Regions from separate parts of the Mus musculus genome. Here region 1 is linked to region 2. The links are chromatin contacts, called in public HiChIP or PLAC-seq maps. All regions are on one chromosome and are shown on one strand. The core of a region is the stretch at or near the end of the contact, and the rest is flanking DNA. Distances in the headings are between cores, read along the strand shown. Region 1 holds the start of Tmem44 (transmembrane protein 44). Region 2 has its middle 26 kb from the start of Gm46567.

Region 1 (3,713 bases), core at 513-3,012, 760 kb before region 2:
CTCTGAGCTCAAGGCTAGCTTGACTTATATAGGGAGTTCCAGGTTTGCCTGGGTCACATAGTGACACACCCACAGAGGGGGCAGGGGAGGGAGGGAGAGAGAGATGAGCACATAGGAGAAAGAGAGACAGCCCAAGAGGGAGGGAAGGAGGGAGGGAGGCAGGGAGGGAGGGAGGGAGGGAGGGAGGGAGGGAGGGAGGGAGGGAACAAGAAGCTGAGCCATGGTCTTCCTCCCATCACATCAGCTGAGTTTTCTTCCCTGTCTTAGAGCCCGACTTCCTTAGGATGACAATAAGATTAACTTCCATTGGTGGTTTGTGTCACTGCTTGAACTTCAGGGTTTCTAGTGTCACAGGAGGACAAAGGGAGGTGCCATTGTCTGGATTTTAAGTAGGAACTTTTTTGTTTTTGTTTTTGTTTTTCAAGACAGGTTTCTCTGTGTAGCTCTGGCTGTCCTGGAACTCACTCTGTAGACCAGGCTGGCCTCGAACTCAGAAATCCGCCTGCCTCTGCCTCCCAAGTGCTGGGATTAAAGGCATGTGCCACCACTGCCAGGCAAGTAGGAACATTTTAAAGATAGGTTCAGTTCTCTGCTCCAAGTCCCAGCTCCAGGGAGCAGAGGGTGAATTCCAGTCCGTGACGGCAGAGGGGATGTAGTAGATATGGCTACACCGTCATGCACTGACAGCTGCACATATGTGCCTATGTGTGTCTGTGTGTGTGCATGCCTGTGTGTGTTTGTATGTGTGCATTCAAGTGTGGAGTTCAGACAATATGTGTGGTCAGTTATTTCCTCTCTTCCATTAGATGGAAGATTAGATTGAACCCAGGTCTTCAGGCTTGGCAGCAAACACTTTCGCCCCTCGTGATACTACCAAGTTGGTGGTTATGTTTCTCCCTTACACACCCACCCTACCCCTCCCCACCCCACCCCACCCCACTCCACCCCCGAGTAGCCAGGGTTTCTCTGTGTAGCCTTGGCCGTCCTAGAACTCACTCTGTAGACCAGGCTGGCCTTGAACCTAGAGATCCTCTTGCCTCTGCCTCCCAGTGCCAGGATTAAAAGTGTGCACCACCACTCCTGGCTTTGTGGCTAAGTTTAAATATATGGAATTGGAGTGCGTGTGATCATTTAGACCACAGCGTTTTCTTTGCAGTAGACATCAAGGTGGATGGCTGTTGCACAGTCCCAGTACCTGGGAGGCTGAAGCGGGAAGAGTCTTTGAGTTGGCGGCCCACCAGGGCTACACAGTGAACTCCAGGTTAGCCTGGACCACGTGGCAAAACCCTGCCTCAAAAGTAAATAAACAGTGAAGCCACCGTCAAGCTGTGCTCTAAGCAAACTTACTGAAATCGAAGACAATTTGAAAATATTCTAATGGTTTCCTTTAGCGAAAAACCATCCATGTACCTGAATTGTGCGGCACCGTGGTTGGATGGGAGCGGCACATTTCAAGTTTAACCCCTTTCTGGCCGGGGTGGCGCAAGGCGTGCCCTTGACAGCTTCAGCAGAGGGGAAGGAGGAAGCAGAGGCGATGTGTACCCCATCCGTCCCCCACCCCACACTTTTGTGCTGCATCTTTTCAACCAGGGACAACGCTCCTCGGGGTTCCCTCCATCCCCCCACTAGCGCTGGTCCGCGCCAGAGTATTGTCTGGCTTTGGAACCGGGCGAACCCGCAAAGGGACTGGGTGCTGGCGGGGCCCTCCTTTGTGCAGCGGCCGCGCGCGGCTCTACCGCTAGGGGGCAGCCTGCACCCCGCAGAGCCCCACAATAGGCGAGGCTGGGGAGCCGCGCGGTCCGGGAACTTTCCCCGGGGTCGGCGGAGGCTCGGCCGTGCCATGGAGGAGGGGGCTAGCGCCGCGCCCCCGCTCTTGAACTGGGACTACCTGGAGCGCTGCTTCGCCCGCCGCCGCGTCTGCATCTCCTTCGGCCTGTGGATCTGCGCCGCCTGCTGCTGGATCGCTGCCCACACGCTGTAATGGGGACGGGACCCGCGCGAGGGGTGGCGGGCCACCCGCGGGGGCGACTGGGCGTCACTCGCCTCGGCTCCTCTAGGAAGCCTAGGGGGAAGGGGCGTACAGGGGGCGTCCTGCAGGTAGCTCAAGTCCGAGTTCGGATCTGACATTGCTATGTGGACTGAAGTGGAGTCCTTTCTGGACTCCGCGCACCGGGGAAGCTGGGCTGCGAGCCGGCAGCAGGAGGCTGGGTGGTGCAGTGGATGCGGGCTTGGAACAGCTTCTATTGTCAGCCTTTTCCTGGTTGTTGGCGGTGTGAGGGGAGCAAGTGTAAGCCTTTGGGTCTCCTGTGAATGAGGATATGCCTCATAAAATGAATGTGAGGATTAAATAAGGCATAGCAGGCAAAGGACTTAATACGTGCTCATTAAACACCATTACCGCTCTGGCTCTACCACCCACCCTTAGGGACCCTAGCAAGTCCCTCGATGTTTTCTACTTTTAATTTATCCAAAGCTCTTTATGCCAAGAGGTGAGGCAGTGGTTATCTGACTCTGGCCACAGTTTTTGCTTTTGTCTGTCTCCCGGTGGTTTGGCCAGGCAATCCCTGTAGCCTGGGTTCTGTGAGAGCATAGCCTCCAGGTCTTCAGCCACCCTGTCCCCACGCACAGAAACCCAGAGACAGTTTCCAGGGTGGTGCCACCCAAGTATACCCAGGCGGGGGAGAGTGTACAGCATCCCTCTATCCCGACTCCTGCAACTGGCTCACCTTAGCGCTCGGTGGACAACCCCCTCAAGACTGTCTGTAGTGGTTCAGAGAGTCAGCAGTCCATTGCCTAGAGACTGGAGTCCAGGACAGACACTCTGGGCCTGAGTTACATTTCTTCGTCCTCTTGCTCCTCGCCTGCCCCTGTCCCTAAGGCAGGTGCTGTTATCAATCGGATGAGGAGCCTGCTTCCTGAGTGAATAATAATCCTGCCTGTGACTCAGGTAGGCATCAGGGATTGAGCTCTCTGAGGTAGAGGGCTCTGCATGCATGGTCTCCTTTGTTCCGTAGCCATCCTATGCAGCCAACACAGGTAGGCATGCTCACCCCTGGAAACCATGGCTTACAGAAGTGAACTAGTGTGCTTAGAATGGCCGACTTTTGCCCTGCCTGAGGCTAGATGTGCCTCTCTGTTCTCTCTGTACCCCATCACTCCTGAACCCCTCTCCCCCTGTCTTTCTGCAGAGAATGGATCTTGGGGGGCAGGTTGCTAGGTTAAGGTCAGTCTGGGAGTCCTGGCCCCTGAGAGCACAGGGCATAGGGTAAAGCCCTGAGTGGTGAAGCTAGAGGCCTGCCGCTGGCTCACATCATCACCCCAGGCTGCAGGGTCTCCTCTCTCCAATGCAAAGGTTGAAGTAAAGCGTTGTTCATTTGGGTCCACATCTCTTACCCGACCAGTCTTCACTCCTCGAGCTTGCATTGGTTTTAATACCCAGAGCTTAGATTTATAGCTGACGGGTGACACCCTGAGCTTCAGGCTTGGGGCTGGCAGACACAGAGATGTTTAAGGTGTTGGGTAACAACCTTCTTTCTGTAATTATGATCCTTGGGACTGATGCTCAGAACCTAATCTATGGAATCAGAGCCAACCACTCTGCCTGAGCGGATGAAGCCGAAGCCGCTCCCAGCCCATTTCTCTATAAAATCCAGCATGGTTACTGAAACTCAAGTGTGGTGGTGACAGCACTGGTGATATTGCCAGAGAGACCC
Region 2 (3,853 bases), core at 186-2,685:
TCCCCCAGGCTCTGGAGCTGGTTAGAAGCAGAAGGAGTAACTGAAAGAGTAACTATGCAGTCTTGAGTTAGGGCAACAGCCAATTCTAGCATTGTACGTAGAACTAGAAGTATACGTGATAGACAAGGTACAGTCTCTGTCGTCAGCCAAAGATAAGACAGGCCAAGCTATGCTCTCCAACCTTGGCAAGTTCACTTGCAGCTCTTTTCCTAAGCTATAAAAGGGCTCACACCACACAGCAAGGCTATCATGGGCATTAAAGACAAACACAGATGAGTTGCCCAGCACACATTACTGCTCACAGCAGTGGGAGTCATTAGAGTAGAAATGTCCACGGTGGAAATCTGTCCCTTTCAATGGTAGGCAGACAGCCACAGAAAGGGGCTGTGCTGGGCACTGTCTCTGAGTTTTTTGATAGACAAACACTTAGGTCCCTGGAACTGTGTTAATGGTTCAGGGGGGTCCTCCCCCTTGTCCTTTGTGAATTTTGTCCTAACTGGGCCAGGGCTTCCGGATTCATCAGAAGGGGAGCCAATGAACATGTGAAATGTCCATCTTCCCAAAAGATTGGGACTAGTGACCAGGCCACTAATTTGCATCCTGTCACCCATGCATTTAACAGATATTTAAGTACCTACCTCTTGCTGGGCACTAGGCTTGGTGCTAGGGATGTAGCAGTAGATAAATAAAATGCTGGTCCTCACAGAGCTGGTGTTCTAGAGAGTTCTAATACTCTAAAGGAAACTAGGGTGTGGCTGATGTCAAGCCCCCAAACCCTGTGCTCAGAAGGCCCTTCTTGGTCCCCCTCTCCCCTTTCCCTTCCCCTTCCCCTTCCCCTTCCCCTTCCCCTCTCCCCTTCCCCTTCCCCTTCCCCTTCCCCTCTCCCCTTCCCTTTCCCCTTCCCCTTCCCTCCAGCTCCCTACCACTACGACAATTGGCATGCTCCCCCTCTAAAGCATGCATCTTTAACTGGGGAAGCTAAACTCAAATGGCATTTGTGTTTAGAGACAAGCAATCTGATTCAACGATGAAGAAATTATAGACATCTTCTCTAAATTATGCCTCTACTCTGATTAAGCTGTGTGAGTGTGTGCATGTCTGTATGTGTGTGTGCATGTATGAGTGTGTGTGTGTGTGTGTCTGTGTGTATGTATATGTGTGTGTGTGTGTGTGTGTGTGTGTGTGTGTGTGTGTGTGTTACAGTGATGTATTTCTTTAAACATAGCTGGCCTGCCTTGGAAAGGGTTTCTCACCTCCTCACCAGGGCTTTAGGGAGTGTCTTTTTAGCAAACTGCACCCCAGCCCCACCTCTTTTATCAGTTGATTTCAGCTGTGAAAAGAAAGAAAAGAACCTTAGGTTTGTTTAGTGCAGGCCCTTGTCTGCAGCCAACAGGGAGAACAGGATTGGAAACTAGAGGAGGCTGAGCTGGGTTCAATGGTTAACCAGCGAGATTAATAAATGGCAGAAGGCGGAAACAGCCAGTGAGTACAGAGGCAAGAAGAAATGTCCCCTTGTAGTTCAAAGGCCAAGGAAAGTTTACCTAGATCTGGGGGACCTGTGGTTAAAAGGGCTTAGGGAGCCAGCTCTCCTCAGACTCCAGGCTCAACCATTGCCTGTCAGGAGCCTCAGCTGGCTCCTCTCAGAAGCTCAGCAGGCTGACCCTGAGCCAGACAGAACCCAGGCAGACTGCCCCTACCACTGGAGCCTCAGGCTCTACTCAAGACCACAGGCTTCTCCCAGGAGACAGGCTCCTGGTCTTCTAGCTGGCTCTCAGGCATAGCTCAGATCTTCAGATAGTGAGCTTTGGGCCAGGAGAACTTTTGGCAGAGAAAAATCAGAAGAAGACATTTCCATTTTCTGCCCTGATTCCCTTAGGGTGTTTTGGCAAATAGTCTCTTCTCCCCGTGCCTCAGCCTCTCTGGTGGTGTAGTTACCCAGCTCTTTTGCTTTTAAGGATCAGGTATTAACTATTTTCAGCTCTAGCCCACACAGCAGCTGTCTGCCTCAGCTACCCAACTCTGCCATTGAGGCGTAAAAGCAGCCAGAGGTGATATTTAATAAATAGCTGAAGGTATGTATCACTAAAACTTTATTTGCAAAACAGGTAGAAGACCGGGTTGCCAGAACTCTCAAAAATTAAATGATCTTAGATTACCTTACAGAGAGAAAATGGGGGCCCACTGATATAGCATGCTGCAAGCTACCAGACTACGTTAACGGTGGGACTGAAACTGGAGTCCAAGTGGCCTGTCTTTGGTTTACTATGGCTTCAAATTCTTCCAAAGGTAGAACCCAGCTAATTTTGTCTTGTGCTAATTGATCCTGGGAGTCACTCTCTCAGTGTGACTTGGAGTGGGGCAGAGCACTCTCACTCTCGGGCTGATTCAGAGGGACTTTTTTATGCATTGAGGATGCAGACCATGAGCTAAGGAACACTACAAGAAAAAGGGGAGGTGGTAGAGAATGTCGCACGCCTCCCTCTGAACGTGAGGAAATTGTAGCTAAGAGGAGGGTCCTTCCTATATATTCCACCTTTGATGTTACAGGTCCATGTCTATACTTACTCACCTCCATGTCCCACAGCCGTGACTGCGGATGGAGGGAGCGCTGTCAGGATATTCTCTTCCGGTGTCAAAATATTTTACTCACTGGGTTCTTCCTGGATAGACTCTCCATCCTGATCTTCAGTGGCTGAAGTGGAACGAACGGCTGATCCAACATGGCTCTGTTGATTGTCATGTTTCTGTGACGTGCTTCCCTTCAAACCACCTGGTGTGAATTTATATGGGACTTTCTGTTCCTTGGCTGGCTGAAGAGTCAGGGAGCTTTTATGATGTGAATCCATTTTCCTTTGTTCCCAGTGTCTGCCTTCCCAAAGGGAGAGGTTGAGGACACAGCTCAATGGGACGCAGTGACACCTCTTTAATTGAGATTCTCACAGGCCCTGAGGTCCAGCCAGGGTGACCCTCCTTTCCACACACCACCCTCCCACTCCCTGTGTGGTCATCTCCTTGGCCACAGGATATGGAAGCAAAAGCATTTCTTGACCGCAGCTGTTCCACAGTCACCTCTAAGTGAGACGTGGCACACACACACTGACGCCCTTCACTGTCCTGTTTGTGGTGGCAAGGGTTTGTAGCAAGGAACTGTGTGAAAGCAAGCAAGCGTGGGAATTGCTTTGCCACATCGAGATTGCCTTGCCAAGTGAGGAAGTGAGATGCTGGTGGATTCGGCAGGAGCGAGGACTGGAGAGTTAGACTGGTTCCGGGGAACTGTCTGAAGAGGCTCCAGTGAAAACAGAAGCAATTAATGGTGAGCCCACACTTTCCAACTGCAGGGGCAGCTCAACAGAACCCAGGCCAGAGCAGGGGTTGCTGAAAATACAGCCATGTTGTCCTGCATACAGATCCGTCACCGACATTCACATGCTCTGAAGTGACTTCAGCAATCAGGGCCTGAGTTCTCGGTGACAGCTCCTTGCCCCCTCACACAACCGACCCCAAACCCTGCCAACCTCAACAGTAATAGTTCTGCCCTAACTGTGTTCTGCCCCCCACCGCCTGGCTTCTCTGTCAAAGCCTGGGCTTCCATTTCTTCTTTGGCTTCTGACCTCAAGGCTCTTCCCAGCCTCTTCTTTGTATTCTGTTACATGTGTCCCCAGTAGGCAGTGGTGCTGTCCAGGACAAGGTGATGAGGACGAGGAGGACCCTGTATGTATTCCTACCATCTCTGATAAACATGTGAACAGAGGAGTAGCCTCGTAAGACAGGAAGTTGATGAGACAAACACTGTTCCCCAGTATGGACAAGTATCAGCTCCCAGTACCTATAGATAGATGTGCCTTTTAAAACA

The links. HiChIP or PLAC-seq counts read pairs in DNA pulled down with a chosen protein or histone mark.
Region 1: a contact with region 2 is called in a FOXA1 HiChIP or PLAC-seq map of pancreatic cancer cells. The contact joins the promoter of Tmem44 here to the enhancer-like site in region 2. A contact is called at or near these places in 3 of 39 promoter capture datasets (the 3T3-L1 cell line, pre-B cells and stem cell-derived epiblast-like cells), 1 of 484 Hi-C or Micro-C datasets (embryonic stem cells) and 2 of 115 datasets of contacts at active chromatin or transcription factors (extraembryonic endoderm stem cells and pancreatic cancer cells).

The regions. Positions count from the first base shown.
Region 1 is chr16:30,548,627-30,552,339 of GRCm38.p6, reverse strand. Tmem44 (transmembrane protein 44) reads left to right here and starts at 1,762. Exons shown (of 11, transcript NM_001384248.1): 1 at 1,762-1,977. The coding sequence starts at 1,841.
Region 2 is chr16:29,785,938-29,789,790 of GRCm38.p6, reverse strand. No RefSeq gene overlaps it. Among named protein-coding and RNA genes, the nearest start is that of Gm46567, 26 kb to the left of the region's middle. Within about 2 kb of position 1,435, at least 32 of the 459 cell types and tissues checked have an H3K27ac peak or open chromatin away from gene starts, as enhancers often do. A contact at or near this core is called in extraembryonic endoderm stem cells and pancreatic cancer cells, where this site is marked.